Linked DNA regions of Mus musculus: region 2 is linked to region 1. A link is a contact called in public HiChIP or PLAC-seq data. All regions are on one chromosome and are shown on one strand. Each heading gives the region's core, a stretch centred on a gene start, on an enhancer-like site or on the middle of the called end of the contact. The rest is flanking DNA. Distances are from core to core; before and after follow the strand shown.

Region 1 (5,041 bases), core at 1,475-3,974:
TCCTGATCATTGCCAGAACTGCCTGGCAATGCTAACGCCTCTCTCTGAGCTTTTATTTTATGACTGCACATTCGCTCCTAGAGAATAAGAGTCAGGTAGCTGATGGGGAAATGTCAGAGCCTGACATTTCCACTTGAATACTTGGCAGACCATCAAGACACTCTTGGTGGGGAACCTTATGTATCCATATGGCAAGAGGCTGGAGTAGAAACTCTGTGACCCAAGATAGACCTGCCCAGTCCCTCAGGAACCTATAAAATTATGAAATATCTGTTCATAGTCTAAATTTAATTGACCATACAAAAATATGTGTTCTTCAGGGTGGCACATGATATTATGCTTTCAAGTATTTTGTTGACTAAATAAAAGAGTATCTATTTTATGGCATTTTAATAAAATATTGATAAATGTAGGATTTTCATCAAATTGTTTTTCTTTGGTTGTTAGGCAATGTGTACAGAGAGTGTTTCGTCAGTGCCTTGAAACCTCAAAGCATCAAATGCTCATGTGCTTGAATGCTTGGTCCTCAACTGCTTAGCAGTGTCTTGAAGGCCATGTAGCCTTTAGAAAGTATTCTTTACTAAAGGAAGTGGTTCACTCAGGGAAAGTCTTGTGGGTTATAGCCAGCTGCAGTGCTACCATACTCCCCTTCTCCTCCTCCTCCTCCTCCTCCTCCTCCTCCTCCTCCTCCTCCTCCTCCTCCCACTCCCCCTCCTATTCTACCTATAGGTTCACCAAAAAAGTCAAGAGTCCAATCCACACTTTTCCACTGGACACTGGCATACTTTCTCCATGGTGAACTATATCTTTAACTAAGAGCCAAAATAAATCTTCTACCACTTTAGTTGCTTTCTGTCATGTACTTGGTCATATGAATGAGGGAAACATTACTCAGGTCCCAAGTTAATTTTTCCATGCCACATTTTATTTATGCTATGTAGGTAAAGTACCTATGAAGTCAGGCCCTGTGCCCACTCCCAGGATGCTACCATGTATACTCACTAGACCTTTTATTCTTTAGAGATGGTCTTTTCTGTCTATATCAAGCACACCAAATTCCTAGGTAGCATGCAAGTATAATCTAGTGATTAGAGAGGGACATGAAAATCCCAATTATGGTGTGTGTGTTCTTAAAGGGGGACAGGGCTAACTTACTATGAGAAAGGACAGGCCACTTCTATAAGCAGGAAAAGTTAGGGCCTAGTGGTTCAGACTCTTCAGGGGCCTCTGTCAAGACATTCCCCTCACAAGTGTCAGAGTTTAGTTTTTCCTGAACCAGTTTTTTATTGACCCTAGCACATTAAACTCATCTTAGTTGGGAATTTAAGCTTCTCTGCAGTTTGGTCAGTATGGTAAAAAAAAAAAAAAAAAAATCAGGAACTGAATATAGTTTGCCACTAAAAGAGATAATTGCCCAACCATTTCATTAATGAGCTCTGGGTAACATATGGCCCACCAGGGGGTTAAGTGGCCAGTCTTTCTCATTGTACTCTCATCAGGCCTGGATGTAAGTCTGTCGCTGAGGCCTTAACCCGGAAGTACTGATTTAAAAAGCAATGAGTCTTAGCTTTAGAGGAGGGTGGGTGGTTTGCACGTGTGTTCCCCCACCTCTGCTTTATTTGCGTTGTTCACTGACTTAGTCAAAATATATTTATTATCTTCTGTAGTCCAGGAATTATGCTGAACGTAAGAGATGGAGATGCTCTATAGAACATTCAGACTGATAAACTTAAAGCCACGTCTTCCTGAACAGTGATGGAGTTAGAAAACGTAGTAGCCAGGCTTCTATATCACTGTGGACAGATGCCTGAAAGAAATATTTAAGAGAGTGAAGTCTCATTTTGGCTCATGGTATAAAAAGGCTGAACCCATATATTTGTGCCGAACATCGGGGCAATGGAGGTGTTTTCTGGGGCTGTTCTTGATCACTTGGTAGACAGCAGGCAGAGAAGGCAGAGGGCAGGAGGAGGCCAGAGAAAAGCCCATCCCTCAATGCTTCCTCGGGGGCCTTCCTCCAACTAGATCTCATATCCAAGTAATACAGGCATATTATGAATCTATCAAGTGATGGTCTATGTTATTGATGAGGTAAAAGCCTTCATGATCCAGAAAAGTCTTCACAAATACACCCACAGATGTGCTCTTTTTTAATTTCCCAGATGTTTCTGAATTTCTTCAAGTCACTCATCACACACAAAAAGCTCCTTGCTCCAACCCATGCTGTCAAAGGAATAACTTCTGAGACTATAGATTTCATTTGAAAATGTAAATGAATGATCCAAAGATTGTGAATTAACAAATAATCAGAAAGGTTTCAGGTATAAGCCTTAAAATTACCCTTAAATAAAAAAAAAACTGAAGGAAAATTGTCGAAAACAAAAATAATAGACATCATTCATCCTTTGCCAATTGACTTTCTCTGCATAGTAAATCTGAAAATTTTCCTTATCTTTTCCTCTCTCCACATGCATACTCTCTAGGGTTGACTCTTAGTTGAGGCTTTTTTCCTGATGGTCTGTAAATTCCTTGGCCCTAAGCCCACATTTTCATCTGTACACTAAACATTCCTACCAGAAGCCCTCACTGGTGCTTCCTCTTTGTCATATTTTAAAAAGGAATTCTTGTGGCTGGGGAGATGGCTCAGCAGTTAAGAGCACTGGCTCTTCTTCCAGAGGATCAAGATGGAGTAATCCCCAGCACAGACACGGTGGCTCACAACTGTCTATGACTCAGTTCCGGGGATCTGAAAGCCTCCTCTGGCCTCTGCAGCCACAAGGAATGTACATAGTGCACAGTTATACATTCAGGCAAAACACCCACACATAAAAACAAACAAGCAGATAAATAAGTAAGGGATTCTTGGACTGTGGAGATGGCTGAGTTGGTAAAGTCCTGGTCCCACAAGGAGAAAGACCTGTGTTTGGATCTCAAACAGGCAACACAGAAAGGGGCAGGTGCAGTAGAGCATGTCTTTAGCCTTAGCTCTGATAGGAAGGAAATGAAATTCCCCAGAGCCGTTTGGCCAGCCAATTTAACCAATCAGTGACCACCATGTGTCTCATAAGCAAAGGTAGAGGGAAAGAAAGGAAAACACCAAGCCCCAACCTCTTGCCTCTACATTCACATGGACATGAGTCCCTGCATATACACTTGCGTGTGCGTGTGCACACACGAAAGAAAGGAAGAAAGAAAGAAAGAAAGAAAGAAAGAAAGAAAGAAAGAAAGAAAGAAAGAAAGAAAGAAAGAGAGGGGGGAGGAAGAAAAGAAGGGAAGAGAAGAGAAGAAAAGAGAGGAGAGGAGAGGAGAGGAGAGGAGAGGAGAGGAGAGGAGAGGAGAGGAGAGGAGAGGAGAGGAGAGGAGAGAAGAGAAGAGAAGAGAAGAGAAGAGAAGAGAAGAGAAGAGAAGAGAAGAGAAGAGAAGAGAAGAGAAGAGAAGAGAAGAGAGAGAAGAGAAGAGAAGAGAAGAGAAGAGAAGAGAAGAGAAGAGAAGAGAAGAGAAGAGAAGAGAAGAGAAGAGAAGAAGAGAAGAGAAGAAAGAGAAGAGAGAAAAGAAAAGAAAAGAAGAGAAAAGAAAAGAAAAGAAAAAACAGTAATCTACAGTAATTCCTCAGCTAGATGGCATGTTCTTTCTTATCTGCCCCTGGACAACTTATTGTGTGGCCATCTTCTTAGAAAATGGCGTGACTGTGAAGACATAGTGCAGGGAAACAGATCCTGTGAGAACACCTGTCTCATTTAGTGCTTGAAAATGGAGATTTTTTTTTTTCATGTGTGGCTTAACCTTTGCTCCTCCAGTCACCAAAAGTCCATATCACATTGATATACAAAGTTGTCGCTTGAAACAAAGTTAAAAAATATCAGTGGTTTTCTACAGTGGGTAAAGTCTACACTTGTCATGATGAGATAGCTTCGATCCTTTGTGTAGCTTTGTAAGGAAAGCAAAACCCACTGATAGAAAATAGTGTAGCTAAGAGTAAATCAAATGCAACTGAATGGAGTTCTACACTGTGTGTTGTAGTAAAATTCAGAGTCTCCAGGGTCTGCCATCCTCTATCCTGTTACACAGTTGTTTACATGTTGAAGATTTGGACTCTTCTGAGGCATTCAAACACTGTGTAAGACACAGTGACTTTTGAAGATAATTGTTAAGTATAGGAACCTTCTATAAAATGTTTTACAGCACCTTTTTCAACTAGGAAACATTCTAATTTCACATTGCTCTTAGAATGAATCAGTAGGATGTGGTTACTTAAAAAAAACAGAAGTAAAAGACTCTAAAGTTTTTACTGACTTTGGGAGGAAAAATAATATTTCTTCTTGCTTCTAAAAGTCGATTTATTCCACATCAGGCTTTTTGGCCCTCCGCATTTTGGCTTTAGTTAACAAAATCTTTAAATAGACCATTACATATCCTACTTTGCAAAAAAACGTGAAATGTTTTCAATTATTACGCGGGTTTCTAGCTCCCAAGCAGAGCATGGACTAGCTGAAGACTTTGTCATACTCCTCCCTGTGTGTTGTGTGTAGAATCGGTGCCTAGAAAGGACTTGATGAACGTTCTTCCCCATACGGCATGTGCTGTTGGTAATTCCTAAAAGTGAACAAGATGGCTTCCACAACTGCTTTGTATCCATTAAATACACAACGGAACAGATTGGAACTTCACCAGACATACGCTCTGGTTTTACACTAGGTTCTCCTTACAGCATGCAAATGCAGCGTGGAGGGCTGATAAGCAAGTAGATATGGTTGTGTTCCAGGGAAAATGTCAAAGATATGCAAGCATCGTGTTTGCTGACTCCCGACTTTGCTCGAATTCTGTACCATTTTCTCTATGGGCAGTTTTTGATATCTGCTTAACCTTGGTGGTCAGTAATTCCAAACTGATTGGTATGGCACCTTAAACATAATAGATACTCAGTTAATAAAACTTTACATGTCTCATCTGTAGAAAAGTATGCATAATTTTAACAATTTAGAGGTTCCTATGTGACTTTTTAAAAACTACAGAAAGTAAACAATTAGAATCAAAATTCTAATAC
Region 2 (4,973 bases), core at 2,284-4,783, 470 kb after region 1:
ACTCACCCCCTCCTCCCTTCCAAAGGCTCTGCTCTCTCTTTTACCTAAAAACAAAATAATTTCAAACAAAACAAACCATGTAAGGCCAGACACAAACTCAGATGACTTCAAAGACCAGACACTGTACGGAATGCATTTGCACACAAACCTGCTAATATGCAAATGCCGAGAAAACTCTATAGGAAAACGTATGTCACCATGGGCTTCCAGTGAACCTGTGAGTCTAGTCTTTTGGGTGATAAGATGGTGGTTTGTCTTGTCAGGATGAAGGTAGGCATGGGAAGTCAGACACACGCAGGCTTGAAGCCTACATTGCCTGTCTAAGTGAGTGAGTGACCCTGGACGTATTAGTGAATTTCTCTGCACTTGTCTTACTTTCACATGAAGAGAGAGATGACATCACCACATACACAGGGAGGGTCGTGGTGAGAAACAAATTGAAAAGAGGAAGAGAATACACACACCCACAAACACAAGCTGAATGTTTTCCATTCTCTCTGACCAAGAACGATGCTTAAAGATCAGCTGCCTCCAAAACCCAAGAGATTAAATCTTTGATGGTGGGATTTAGGTTACTGGGACAGTTAATCTTGTCAACGTAGTAGGATTTAGAATCACCATGGAAACATATGTCTGGATGAATCTGAGAGTGCCTCCAGAAAGGTTTAACAGAGCAGGAAGACCCACCCTGAATGTGGGAGGCACTGATTGATAGGATCAGGTCTCAGACTGTGTGCAAAGGAGACTGGGACTGAGCACCAGCACTCACCTCCCCCTGCTGCCTGGCTTTGGGGGGAGACTGGGACTGAGCACCAGCACTCACCTCCCCCTGCTGCCTGGCTTTGGGGGGAGACTAGGACTGAGCACCAGCACTCACCTCCCCCTGCTACCTGGCTTTGGTTACACCTGAGCAGAGCTGTACCTTGCCTTCTGTGCTTTGGTTGAGAGCCAAAACCCAGCCCTTCCTTTCTGTACGTTGCTTTGTCTGCACCCAGGAGAGCAGAAAGAACGGGCTACTTCCCACGTCAGGCCACAGTTAAGGCAGAACCAGTAGACGTACGGAAACCATGATTGTGAGTGCACAGCCCTCTATGAGACGCATCACCATCCCACCAGGGTTCAGGAACAGTGAAGAGGGAGCAGGGAGACTGTGAGGAGGATGGGGACCAGTGCTGTGGGATGCTGCCTTCGGGACACAGAGCTGCGGCTGCCTGTAGGAGCTCAAGCCAGCCAGCTTCCCAGCATAGATGAGGCGAGCTCCTGGGTCCCACGGCTGGCTGAGGAGCCATTGACAGTTGATGGCTGCTCCAGAGTGAAGAGTCATTTTTCTTTGAGAGTGGCCGTTGGGAGGTAGCCCATGATCCAGTGGTTGGCTCCACACTCATGCCCATATGGGTAGCACCAATTGGATTTGGTGGGGTCTATATTTTTTCGAAATAAAGTAAAATTCGAAGAGGAGCGTGTTGGGGAAAAGGTGGAAGAGGGGTGTGGAGATGGATGTAACCAAAACACATTGTATACTACTAGGAAATCCTCAAAGAATGAGTAAAAAATATTATTTATAAAAATACACATCTGGGAGCTGGAGAGATGGCTCCGTGGTTAAGAACACTGACCACTTCCAGAGGTCCTGAGTTCAACTCCCAGCAACCACATGGTGGCTCACAATCTGTAATGGGATATGATGCCCTCTTCTGGTGGTGTGTCTGAAGACAGCTACAGTGTACTCATATATACATGTACATATATACATATACATATATGTGTATATATGTGTGTATATACGTATTACATATCTGAAGTCAGGTGGTGGTGCATGTCCTTAATCCCAGCACTTGGGAGGCAGAGGCAGGCTGATGCCTGAGTTTGAGGCCAGGCTGGTCTGCAGAGTGAATTTCCAGGACTACACAGAGAAACCCTGACTCAAAATATTAAAATAAAACAAAATAAAATAACACACATCCAAGCCAAGTGTGGTGTCACACAGCTTTATTGCCAGCACTTTACAGATGCAGACAGGTCACCGCGAGTAGAACAGCAAAAGTTATGAGATGAGAGCCTGTCTCAAAAACAAGCAAACATGGCACACAGCCGCGGACAGGAGACCTAGCTTCATGGTAGAGAGCTCGCTCGGGTTCTAATCCTCAGTACAGTCATTTATTTAACTAGAGACATGGCTCTCAGAATGTGTTCATTCCAAGCCCAGCTGTGAGAGCCCATGAAATGTGAAGCCATGTTAGCAATTTATAATATTATCCAGTTATACTGGCTGAGCCCTAAAAGGATGGCCAGGATTTGGAGACTGCCATATATTGCTAGGCTTTCAATAAAACTCCTGATGCATGATAAACCAATAAAGAGTTATTTCAGCTACCTAGTAGCAATGAGAAGTGATTGTGCGTTGGGTCCTGTATCTCTTGGTGGAGTCTATAATTACTTGCTTTTAATATTGATTTCATTTTACTGTGTTAAGATGGGTACATACATATCTATCATGGAAAGATCAATTATGAGCAAGCCAAAAATGTGCTTGGAATATTTCCTAACCATCTTTAAATGCCTTCTTTATCTCTTTGCCTCAGTATTTGACCAATTAAGCCTTAAGTTGTTCTGTCCAACCACTCGGCCCAGGATTTTTTTTTTAATGTAATTGCTGTAATACAAAGAAGGCATGAGTAAGAAGCAGAAGAATAGGGCTGCCTTCCAATCCTTTCAATGAGAAAATTCCCAGAAATGTGGGAAACAGCCGGAAATGCCTGCTTAATGTGACTGGCTGTGCATAGAGTGTCAGGCTGAAAGCCAGCGTGTTCCCACTGGTTCCCATTGCTTTGTGGCAACTCCACTCAGGGGAGCCAGGCCAGGCCCTCCAAGAAAGCAGCTTTGAGAGATCCAAGGATGCTGCTGTGGCCCCAGAGATGCCCAGAGCCCCTTTCTCTCTAGGACTGTGTGCCTTCTGGGTTAAGAAGGTGCCTGCGATAAGAGAGGTAGACTCCACCCTCCCCATGCTTGGCACCATGCTTGAATTACAGATTGTCACCTCCAGCAGGCAACACTTAGAATATCCTTGCATCTGTCTATTTGCATACCACCTGACTTGGTCCTTGTGGCTGGCCCCAAGGGGACAGGCACTCTGTGAAGCCTGTTGAGTTGGTCCAGACATCAATAGCTTCCAGACCCAATTATCACCATTCTGATTTGGTTACTCAAAGTAGAATAATAATTCCACTGACAAAAGTCAGAGACAACATTTGGAATGTAGCCTGCCTCTGAAATCTTCCCCACCCCCACCCCCCACAGGCTGGATAGCGTGGCACTTAGGTGGACTTTTCCCAGTTGAACCTGAGGCCTCTGGGGATACAGAGGAAGCTGCTCCAGGAGGAATTTGCTGACGCACAGAGAGAGTTTAGGTGCTTTCTGCTTCCGTTTTGGTGCTGGGTGCTATGACAAGCAGGAAGTTCAGTCCTTACTGCTACACAGACATTTTACCAAGAACTCTGGAACAAAGCCACTTCCTCCATCCTTCTTAAGAAAAGGAAAATCCTGGAAGTCAGCCCAGCAGTCACATTCTTGGGATGCTTAGGATCATGTTCATCTTTCCCCAAGACTGAGTGTCCAAGAAGGGAAGAGAAAGCCTGTCGGTTACTGTCACCTCTGCTTGTTCTCCGGGAGCCTGGGCCCTTTGAAGTGTTATCCTGCCAGGGTGCCCAGTGTCAGTTCATCCTTTTGGTAACACACATGCACACACCATTGCCACACAAATGCACACACATACATACACACATACACACTCACGCATCTATATGAATACACAGACACACACACACACAGAAATGCACACATATAAGAACACACCATGAAGAGTTGTGATCCCTGCACCATTCACCCGCCTCTAAACAGCAAATTCACTGTATCGTGTGTGTGTGTGTGTGTGTGTGTGTGTGTGTGTGTGTGTGTGTGTCCTGGACGCAGCTATAAGTGAATGGCAAACCATCTCACCAGTCAATAACAGCACACAGGCAATGCAAATGAACCCTTTGGACAGGAAAGGGGAGCCTGGTCCTCAGCTAACATGGCAGACATACTGCAAGTCCAAAATAATCAACCCCCTGTGTCTCTTCTATGAAAAAGAAGGGTTGCTTGTCTATTATCTACAGTTACTGTTTTAAAATCATTTAGGGAGAGAGGGAGAGAGAGAGAGAGAGAGAGAGAGAGAGAGAGAGAGAGAGAGAGAGAGAGAGAGAGAGAGAGAGACCCAGATATATGAAGCTTTTGGTTTTTGAGTGGGACAGCACTGTTCACAGCTCCATGTGTGTATATCCAGTTCATTATTAAAAGTCATTTCTTACAGCATGGTTTATAATTTGCCACAAAATGATAACAAGGAGGCCAGGATGATAACAAGGAGGCTAAATTAATTGGAAGGGTCCTCCTGAGGTAGTACTGGTAATCTGTTAAGGCATTTGTTTTAAGAGAAACCCTCAGTAGAATTTATCAGTAAATTGCTTCATATATCTTCAGCATTAAATTATTCCCCCATTAAGAAAATTATAATTCTTTTTCTTCCCAGTAATGAAAGAAAAAATGAAACTATCTTCAAACTATTCCAGCTTGGCTGCCAGCCCTTATGTCTGTAATTTCTGGAATGCCCCCTCAGATGCTCTAATGAATACAGCTCAGGAAAAGGTGATTAAGAAAAGAGTGAGGAAAAGCAGAGATTAGAATTTCAAACAAATGCCATCATCAACTGAAGAAAACTCAAGTACGGCCAAAGAAGGAGAGGACCAATCCCTGGAGGAAGTTGATGGGGAGAGGGGAAGGAAGTCTGGTCTCTTATTGGCACTTTCTCAACTCCGGTACCTTGGAGACTTAGTGTGTTCCCTCGATGGTAAACAAGGAGTGGGCAGTGATGATGGTCCTTCTGCCCGGTTGTCACCCTTGGGCACATGTGAGTCAGATTGACAGGTGGGAGATCT

What was found. HiChIP or PLAC-seq counts read pairs in DNA pulled down with a chosen protein or histone mark.
Region 2: a contact with region 1 is called in a FOXA1 HiChIP or PLAC-seq map of pancreatic cancer cells. The contact joins two enhancer-like sites. A contact is called at or near these places in 8 of 484 Hi-C or Micro-C datasets (CD4 T cells, the CH12 cell line, the Patski cell line and 3 more) and 1 of 115 datasets of contacts at active chromatin or transcription factors (pancreatic cancer cells).

Annotation. Positions count from the first base shown.
Region 1 is chr3:145,418,012-145,423,052 of GRCm38.p6, forward strand. All of the region lies in intron 24 of Col24a1 (collagen, type XXIV, alpha 1), which reads left to right. Among named protein-coding and RNA genes, the nearest start is that of Gm35133, 29 kb to the left of the region's middle. Within about 2 kb of position 2,725, at least 41 of the 459 cell types and tissues checked have an H3K27ac peak or open chromatin away from gene starts, as enhancers often do. A contact at or near this core is called in pancreatic cancer cells, where this site is marked.
Region 2 is chr3:145,882,783-145,887,755 of GRCm38.p6, forward strand. The region is part of intron 4 of Ddah1 (dimethylarginine dimethylaminohydrolase 1); the gene reads left to right. All of the region lies in intron 1 of Gm35187 (a long non-coding RNA gene), which reads right to left. Among named protein-coding and RNA genes, the nearest start is that of Gm35187, 5.4 kb to the right of the region's middle. Within about 2 kb of position 3,534, at least 94 of the 459 cell types and tissues checked have an H3K27ac peak or open chromatin away from gene starts, as enhancers often do. A contact at or near this core is called in pancreatic cancer cells, where this site is marked.